Linked DNA regions of Zea mays: all the other regions are linked to region 1. The links are chromatin contacts, called in public Hi-C maps. All regions are on one chromosome and are shown on one strand. The core of a region is the stretch at or near the end of the contact, and the rest is flanking DNA. Distances in the headings are between cores, read along the strand shown.

What was found. A called contact is a pair of places that touch in the nucleus more often than the background predicts.
Region 2: a Hi-C map of bundle sheath shows a contact between it and region 1, with 3 times the contacts expected there. The contact joins two enhancer-like sites. A contact is called at or near these places in 2 of 25 Hi-C or Micro-C datasets (bundle sheath and endosperm).
Region 3: a Hi-C map of leaf mesophyll shows a contact between it and region 1, with 2.8 times the contacts expected there. The contact joins the promoter of LOC100277519 here to the enhancer-like site in region 1. A contact is called at or near these places in 2 of 25 Hi-C or Micro-C datasets (endosperm and leaf mesophyll).

What each region holds. Positions count from the first base shown.
Region 1 is chr4:52,254,147-52,256,948 of Zm-B73-REFERENCE-NAM-5.0, reverse strand. No RefSeq gene overlaps it. Among protein-coding and RNA genes, the nearest start is that of LOC100284873, 63 kb to the right of the region's middle. Within about 2 kb of position 1,333, at least 17 of the 20 cell types and tissues checked have an H3K27ac peak or open chromatin away from gene starts, as enhancers often do. A contact at or near this core is called in bundle sheath and leaf mesophyll, where this site is marked.
Region 2 is chr4:51,754,391-51,757,192 of Zm-B73-REFERENCE-NAM-5.0, reverse strand. No RefSeq gene overlaps it. Among protein-coding and RNA genes, the nearest start is that of LOC100276939, 12 kb to the right of the region's middle. Within about 2 kb of position 1,367, at least 17 of the 20 cell types and tissues checked have an H3K27ac peak or open chromatin away from gene starts, as enhancers often do. A contact at or near this core is called in bundle sheath, where this site is marked.
Region 3 is chr4:52,710,267-52,713,068 of Zm-B73-REFERENCE-NAM-5.0, reverse strand. LOC100277519 reads left to right here and starts at 1,375. Exons shown (of 3, transcript NM_001151053.2): 1 at 1,375-1,776. The coding sequence starts at 1,503.

The sequences.
Region 1 (2,802 bases), core at 84-2,583:
GGTTAAATATAGAATAGACTATGTGCAAAATTTGAACCTATATTTCATTAAAAACAAAGTTACCAGATGATAATAAATATTATTGTGAGACTAATGCAACTAGAATGGATAAAAACGGAGTTACGGTTATTGGGTTATGAATTTCTGGAGTTATTGAGTATATGGTATGGATTAATTCAGATGAATAATTTTAATTCATATTTCATTGCTAAACAGAGGTACTAAGTGGTAGACAATATTAAAACAAAATTAATGTCTCTCGAATGAATTAATTTGAAGCTAAACTAAATTTAATATGAATTATATAAGTTTCTGGATTTATTTTTGCATTAAAAATCGATTTCTATACTTATTTATCTGTTTTTCCTGAGCTCTAGACTGGGCGCATAAAAATAGAGAAACACAGGGGCCTAAATCACAATTTCCCTAAGACTCATATTCACCCCGCGTGGATGGTAGGTTGATTTTAATGAACTACATGGGCTCTTTTGTATAACGCTCAGGCCGAAGGGGTATGGACATAGCCGAGCCGCACGATCAGAGATGGAGGGCCGATATTTAAAAAGTTGAAGGGGTATCTACGACTTAATCCCTGTCGTCCACTACTCGATCAACGACCAGATCTTTATGAAATGAAGGGGTATCCATGATATAATCCAGGCCATCCATTACGGAATCAATGGTCACAAGATCTTCTTCCCCAAGGCGGCTGCCAGGGCACATGAGTCCGAGCCCCATTCCCCGAGCGGCGCCCCGCCAGCGCGACAGGCTCTGGCCCCGCCAACCCCCAACACGAAAACTGATGTGCCAAAACCGATGCGGGAATCGTGGGAAGTACGCAAGGGAGGATCATACCGCGGGTGGCAACACGGGCATGGTCGTTGACGCAGTATGGCGGAACAGCGGCGTCGCACTTGCTCCGACAAGAAATTACCTCGCCAGCACGCACTCCCGCGGTTTGGCCATACCACAGACATGATCCCCGAGCTTAAGAGAACCTCCGAGCTTCCCCCAGGCGTGGACAGACACGGCATAGGCGGACGCACCCAACCCCGGATCTCCCTTCTGTTTTGGCGTTGGCGACTGGCTTTAGCTCGGGCGAATTGGGACGAGAGGGAGAAGGAGCGGCACGGCTTTATAACTAGGGGGGTCCGCATCCAACGCGCCACGGAACCGGCCCCAACGGCCGAGCGGAGATCCAGGTGAGAACGGCGCGGCGAGATACCGACTCGCGGTGCGCGCGGCGATGGAATCACGTTCTGTTTGAGGTAGGGGAACGAGCTGACGACTGGGCCCACAGGGCGGGGATCCAACGCGCACAAGCCGGCGCGTGTTATGCGGTTGGGAGACTGGCGAGCGGGGCCCATATGGAAGTGAAACGGGCCAAGCGCACGGATGCAGTGCAGGAGTGGAAAAAGGAGATGGACCGAAGACAGAAGAAATCGGCCCAGGTAGTTATGGTGAGTTTTCTTTTTCTTTTTCTATTTTTTTTGTTTTGTTTTCTTTTTATTTTATTTAAACTTCCAATTCCAAATCTTTGTTTTAAATTTTAGATTTCCAATATCCAACATAATTATAATATAAATATAAATATTACTATTTGCAATATTTTTTAATTTATTTTTTCCCCTTCTCTCTTTTTTTTCTCCTTCATTTTTAAATTCCTTTTTGAATTTAAAATCATGTTTGAACTTCAAACTCCTAAATATCAATCACAAGTCTCACCTGAATAATACTTTTACTCCTTGTAATTTATTCAAATAGTAAATGACTTTAATACAATTTTCTTTCTATTACTTCTTTTCTAAGTTATTTCTTGATTTCAAAATTCAATCCTCAACATTCGAAGCCCAAATATAATTTGGGATATCGAAATTTACTATTTTATTTCTTCATTTATTTATTTATTATTTTTACACAAATTTGTGGGCTTTAAACTACGCGCGCGCTCCTTCTCTGCTTCCATGGCCGAGCCCGTCCACGCGCCCTCCCTGCTCCTCTCTCTCTCCCGTTGCTCTTCTGGCCGGCGCCCCATCTCCCATGGCGCTCGTCCTCCGGCCATCAGACCATCCATCAAGCGCGGTTTTGGAGCTCAGCGCGGAGTCAGCCGCGTCCCTGCATCTTGCTTCAGCTCACGCCGTCTTCCCCAGCCGCGCCCATGCCGAGCTCCCTCGACGTCCCGTCCATGGTCCTCCTCTGCTCGGTCGCTCCTCCCCAGCCGTGGATCTTCCTTGTGTGCCGCGCTGTCTCAGCCTCTCTCCTCCCTGGCGCTCACCCCTGCCTTTCCTTCCTTGTGCCGCACCTCCTTGGTATGTCCATGTCGCCTGTAAGTGCCCACGCGGCTTCCCCATGGCGTCCCTCGACCTCCAGCTCCAGCTCGCCGAGTCCCTCTCTGTCCGCGCCATGGAGCTCACCCGCCGTGGCCTCGCCTTGCTCCCTGCTGTGCTCTCCCTCGACGTCCCTCCCCCATGGCCGCAGCCGTGACGGACGTGCTCAACGGTGGTGTCGCGGAAGAAGAGCAGGTCCCCATCGCCCACATCACCGCGAAGTCCTATGCTTGTCCTCAGGCCGCACCTCCCACTTCTGTGTTCTACACCCGCGTCCTAGCTCCCTCGCTGGCGTCGATTTGCTTGCTGGTTGCCATGAGTTCTTCCCTGTGCGCGCGTGAGCTCCTCTGCTTGGGTCCGTCGTCGTTCTCCAGCTCCTTTATCATGCTCGGCTATTCGTCGTTGTCACCCAATGGCGCGACAAGGTTACATCCCCGGCACTCGTCCTTTGTCCGTGTCGTTTAGGCCATGATTT
Region 2 (2,802 bases), core at 118-2,617, 500 kb after region 1:
GAATTTAATTCTATTAATTAATCATGTGAGATTCCTGAGCTGCTCATGACCGCGAGCAGGCTAGTACACTCTGCAGAGGTTGTACCCTCTACCCACAAGTCGTGTATCCCGTCTAGCCTGGGTTTGCAAGCCCTTAGACACTGCCGAGGTGAATGGTTAGGGATCCACTATGAGGCCTTTACAAAGTTCCACTAGCTTCAGAAAACTCACTACAGTTTCTAGGAAGAGCAATGCAGGAATCCCCCGTCTGACCGCCATCGCAGTAAAATCAACCCAAGAACCTCCCTACACGCCTACTCCCCTACTGCTCTTGCCCCTTTCGGGTAAGGTAGTCCTCCACTAGCTTTCCTACTTAGTCAGTCAAGGGCGTCTCATTCCACCCTTGTGGTGGCACGTGTTTCTCAAGTTAAGCTCGATGTTCCAATTAACATAATTGTCTTATCATGAACAGAAATAGAACAGTAATAAAAAATTATCATGTGTAGTAGTTATCTCAACACCCAAAACCATATATAGCAATAGCCAAGACTACCCAAAATTTCAGGGGTAAACAAGGTGTAAAGATAACCATACTAGGGTGTCCTATTAGGTCCCATCAAAATTAAGCTTATGCATGATAAAATGACTATAGAGAACATTATTGGATAAATAAAAGTGGTCAAGAGCACAACTTGCCTTCAATGAGCTCCTGCTCAACAACTTCTACCTGCTGAACACCTAGATCCTCGGCCACTGACTCGTCTACTCGCCACAATACAAACAAACATGGTACAAAGGATAAATTAACATCATTTCAAACATGAGTACAAAATACATAATAATATTCTGCGCATTGTAACGAGATCGTATGAACAAGAATCACTAAATTCGGATTTACGGATTTTAAATTATGATTTTCCAAAGGTTTTATGTGTTTGGTAAAAAATAATTAAGGGATCAATTTTAGTATAGGTTTCATGCTAAAACAGTGTTACTAAGTGATAAACAATATTAATACAAAATTATAGCAACTGGAATGGACTAAAAAGGAGTTAAAATGCATTTTCTAGGAATTAAATAGAAACCAGCATTATTTTTATGCCTAGAAAACCATTTTCCTAATTTGTTTTATTCAATTCCCATGCCTCTGGTCTGCGCTCATAAATTTACGGGAGTTCAGGGTCTGTCATATAAAAATCCCGGGCTCAATCCGTGGTTATTCCACACTGAGAAGGATGGCGGGTTCAATTCACAATTCATGAGGGTTCTGATGTTAAAATGGACTTCGAAAAGGTATGACTCAACGTTGGCCGCTCGATTTGTACTAAAGGGCCACGATTACATCTTCCCACCTCCAACCGGTATGCGCTGGCAAACCGATCGGCTAAACGTTGCGATCAACCCAGTCCACACGATCAGCGATCTACGGTCAAGGCGCATTCACCCAGGCCAAACACTATCGTGTTGCTTTAATTCGCACCGTTGGCTCCGCCATCCACGGCAACGGCGTTATCTTCTACCTCCGGCTCGGCGGCAACGACACCGCGCCTGCTCTAGGTCGCGACCAACCCGAGCCCCGGAATCCCCGCCCAAGGAGTCTCATCGGCAGGGAGTCGTGACATGGAAAAGAGAAGGTTGTTCTCACTAGAGGTCCTGTGCGCCGGCCACCGTTTGGCGTTGAAGCCCTAGCCCGGTGAGGAAGCAGTACCGATTGATCACCTTTCCCTCCCGCGAGCACGGAAACCCCACACAGGTTACACCGGTGACTTCCGCTACACGGTGGTCGGGTCTCCCTCCGCGCGCTGTGACGTGAGGGCAACGCGACGGTCTCTCCAGCACACGGTGCCCGCACGATGCCAAGCAACCCTGGAATTTGTTCTATGGAAGCGCAACGCAATGATCTAGGGACTCAGGTACCCCCGTTATAGCCTCAAACGCGGCAGCGCGACGGTTATGCAAGCACGACTTTTGGAGCTCACGATCACCAGAATCGTGGAGGTTGCGCTGGGTCTGGTATGACATGGGGCTTAGACTGACGCCTGGGCCCGCGGTGCCAGTGCCCTGAGTAATCACGTACGCACCGATGGAGAGGCTGGGCAGCGGGCCCGCGCGGTCAGCCAATCGAGAAGCTGGCGTGCGCATCCGCGGAGTGGAACCGGCTAGCACTGGGCCGTCCCATGGCGAAGCGGTGCAGTTTGGGCCACGGGGAAAAGGAAAGGGGCCAGCATAGGTTGAGTTCAGCCCGTACGGCGCCTATTCTTCTTATTTTTTATTTTTATTTTTTCTTTTTATTTTCCTTCCTTTTCTTTTCAAATTTTAGATTTCGAATTTGAATTCAAATTTAGTTGTGGAATTTCGCTCCCTTTAAATGCATAACTTGAGCAACCCAGTATGGTGAGGTTTATATAATTATATATTTATTTCTCGGTTTTATATAGTATTTTTCTTTTCTTACTCTAAAGCTTTGATTCCAAATTAGGTTTTAAATTCTAGTTTGTACATCAATGTATTGTTTTTTATACTTTTATTTTTATTATTTATTAATGCACAATCAAATAACTTTAGCATAATGCATATGTTATTCATGTGTCATTTGTTAATTATTTCCTTTTAAATGTGGGTGTTCACATGTGCTAATAAATAGAGGTCACACAAATAAGGAGATCAACTCTATTCTCATTATTTACAATTTGGGTATTACATAGTGGGACCTTGCCTCGTCTCCTCGGTAGAGATGAATGGGAAGTCGCGATCCCTTGGCAAATGGGTAACACGACTTGTGGGTAAAGATGCACAACCTCTACAGAGTGTAAAACTGGTATA
Region 3 (2,802 bases), core at 126-2,625, 460 kb before region 1:
TCCCCAAACTGATGGGCAGACACAGAGGACTAACCAAGTGATGGAGGATATGTTAAGAGCTTGTGCTCTTAAACATGGTGGAAGTTGGGATAAGAGCTTACCATATGCGGAGTTCTCTTATAATAATAGCTACGAGGCCAGTTTGAAGATGTCACCGTTTGAGGCTCTATATGGTAGAAAATGCAGGACTCCTCTATACTGGGATCAAACTGGTGAAAAGCGGTTCTTTGGGCCTAAACTTATACAAGAGGTAGAAGAACAAGTGCGAATGATAAGAGAGAATTTGAGAATTGCACAATCAAGACAGAAGAGCTATGCTGATACCCGGAGAAGACTGCTGGAGTTTAAGGAGGGTGATCACGTGTATCTAAAGGTGTCACCGATCCAGGGTATGAGGAGATTTAAAGTTAAAGGAAAATTGTCCCCTCGCTTCATTGGACCTTTCCTGATCTTAAAGCGAGTGGGAGAAGTGGCATATCAACTAGAACTACCCGATCATCTTGCGAATGTACATGATGTCTTCCACGTGTCACAACTAAAGAAGAGCCTCAGGGTACCTGAGGAGCAACTACCAATGGAGGATCTTAGTGTTCAAGATGATCTAACGTATACGGAATATCCTACCAAGATTCTTGAAACTTTGACTCGAGTTACAAGAAATAAGGTTGTTAAGATGTGCAAAGTGCAATGGAGCCATCATGGAGAAAATGAAGCTACTTGGGAGAGAGAAGAAGAGCTTCGCATAGATTTTTCCCATCTTTTCCCTAGTCCTTCCTAAATCTCGGGGACGAGATTCTTTGTAAGTGGGGTAAGATTTGTAATACCCAAATAATTGGATTTATAAAAATGTATAAGTATTGGGTATTATAAATAAAAAAAGGGGTTATGGGATTATTTGTTTTGGTTTACTTCTTATTGCATAATCCAAAAATGGGCTCAAGTGAACTATTAACTAGTGTAAATAAATGTATAAATTAAATATGCATTATATGCTGGGTTCTTGTATTTTTGCATTTGTGTTCAAAGTTGTGAGACAAGTTCAAATTTGAAAATTAGAATTTGAAAACAGAAATTATGAAAGAAAAGAAAAAGAAAAGAAAAAGGAAAAAAGAGAAATTCACGGCTTGGGCTGGCTTTTCCTGGGTCGGCCCACTAACCAACCGTCCGCAGCCATTTCTCCTGACCTGGTGGACCCACGTGTCGGGCACCTAATCGAGTGTCATTCTCCTTGCGTCGCTGTCATGTGGCCCCACCGAGTCAGTACTTTCCTTTCCTCTTGCGCGCGCGACGTGGATGACTGGTGGGTCCGGTTTACCAGAGGCAGAGAAGGGGTCTTCTACCCGTAGCTGGCGGAGGGCATCGCAGACTCCGTGCGCGGTGGGATTCAACCGTAATCGCGGAGACCTCGGCGTTCGACTCAGGAGTCCAAGACTCCATGGTTAAAAGCGGCGCGCCATGCTCCTTTCTCCACTCGTGACCAATCCTAGGCTGCAGCAACAAACATGGCCCTAGTAGAGAGAATGCGGAGAGAGAGAGAGCCGCGAGTGTACGGGTTCTGGCGGAGCTGCGGCTTCAAGCAAGGTGCCGTGCAAAGTCGCTGGGGAGTACGCGCGAAGCATTGCCACACGGCAACCTGGAAGCAAGGGTCTCGGCGTAATTATACTGCAGTGGGGATTTCACAGCGCACGCCAGGCGGACGAACCGTGGATGGGCGCGGTCGGCATTTCACCGGACCGGGCCTTCATCGCCAAATCGAGCCGAGCGTCGGGAATTCTAGTGAGAATCACCACTCTAGCTGTCTCCGCTTTATATTTCTGTGCAGGTAGCAGTTTGTAGGCTCGGGCTTTGGTCTATCAACAAGTGTGTCGGGTAGCGCCGTCAAGTCTGGTCATGGGGGTAGGAAAGAAGATGAATGTGTGGCCGTGTAAGGTAGGAGCAGAGGCGTCCGGGCGGTAGATAGGGCTCGAATGGCGAGCTCGGAATAGTTTGTTGTCGCGTCCATGGCGCTCGTCCGCAGCGGATTAGCTGGAGAAAAAAAAAGAAGAGAGAGAGAACCGGTGAGGTAGAAGAAGGCCGACGACCGTTGATCCCGTGTTGTACGGTGGGGATCGGATGACCGTAGCCGCTCAGCCGGATTGATGCGCAACCGTTAGATTCATTATCAACGTTCACGATGTGAGCTAGCGTACCGATTCGGCCGTGTCAATCTCGGCCGATGATCATCGGATGTGCGGGCGAAAGGAAACCATACTTGTAGACCGTTGGATCGGGATCCTGCGCTCGCGGGCTCGTAACGGTTCACGTTATGATCTGGCGCGTCTGATTCTGATTGGATGGCCAGAGATGGCCGATACCGCTTCAGTTGATAAAAATTACTAACGAGCCCCTCTGTTTCTGGCCAATCAACCCGCCGTCCATCAGCGCATTAGATCTGAGTCTGTGGGGTTTTTGCGAGAAAGCCCCTGGCCTTTCTAGAATTTGGCGCGTAGACCAGAGAACTAAAGAAATAGATAAATAATTATAGAAATTGATTTTTAATATAAAAAAATTCTAGAAACAAGTATAAATCATATTAAATTTATTTTAACTCCAAATTGAGTCATTCCAGTTGCAATAATTTTGTATTAATATTGTCTATCAACTAGTAACATTGTTTAGCCATAAAACTTGAATTAAAATTGTTCATTTGAATTAATCTAGTCTAAGTGCTTAATAGCTTCAGAAATTCATAACTAAATAACTATAACTCCAAACTAATGATTCATGTTCCTAGGATCTTATTTTACTGTCTAGATTATTATT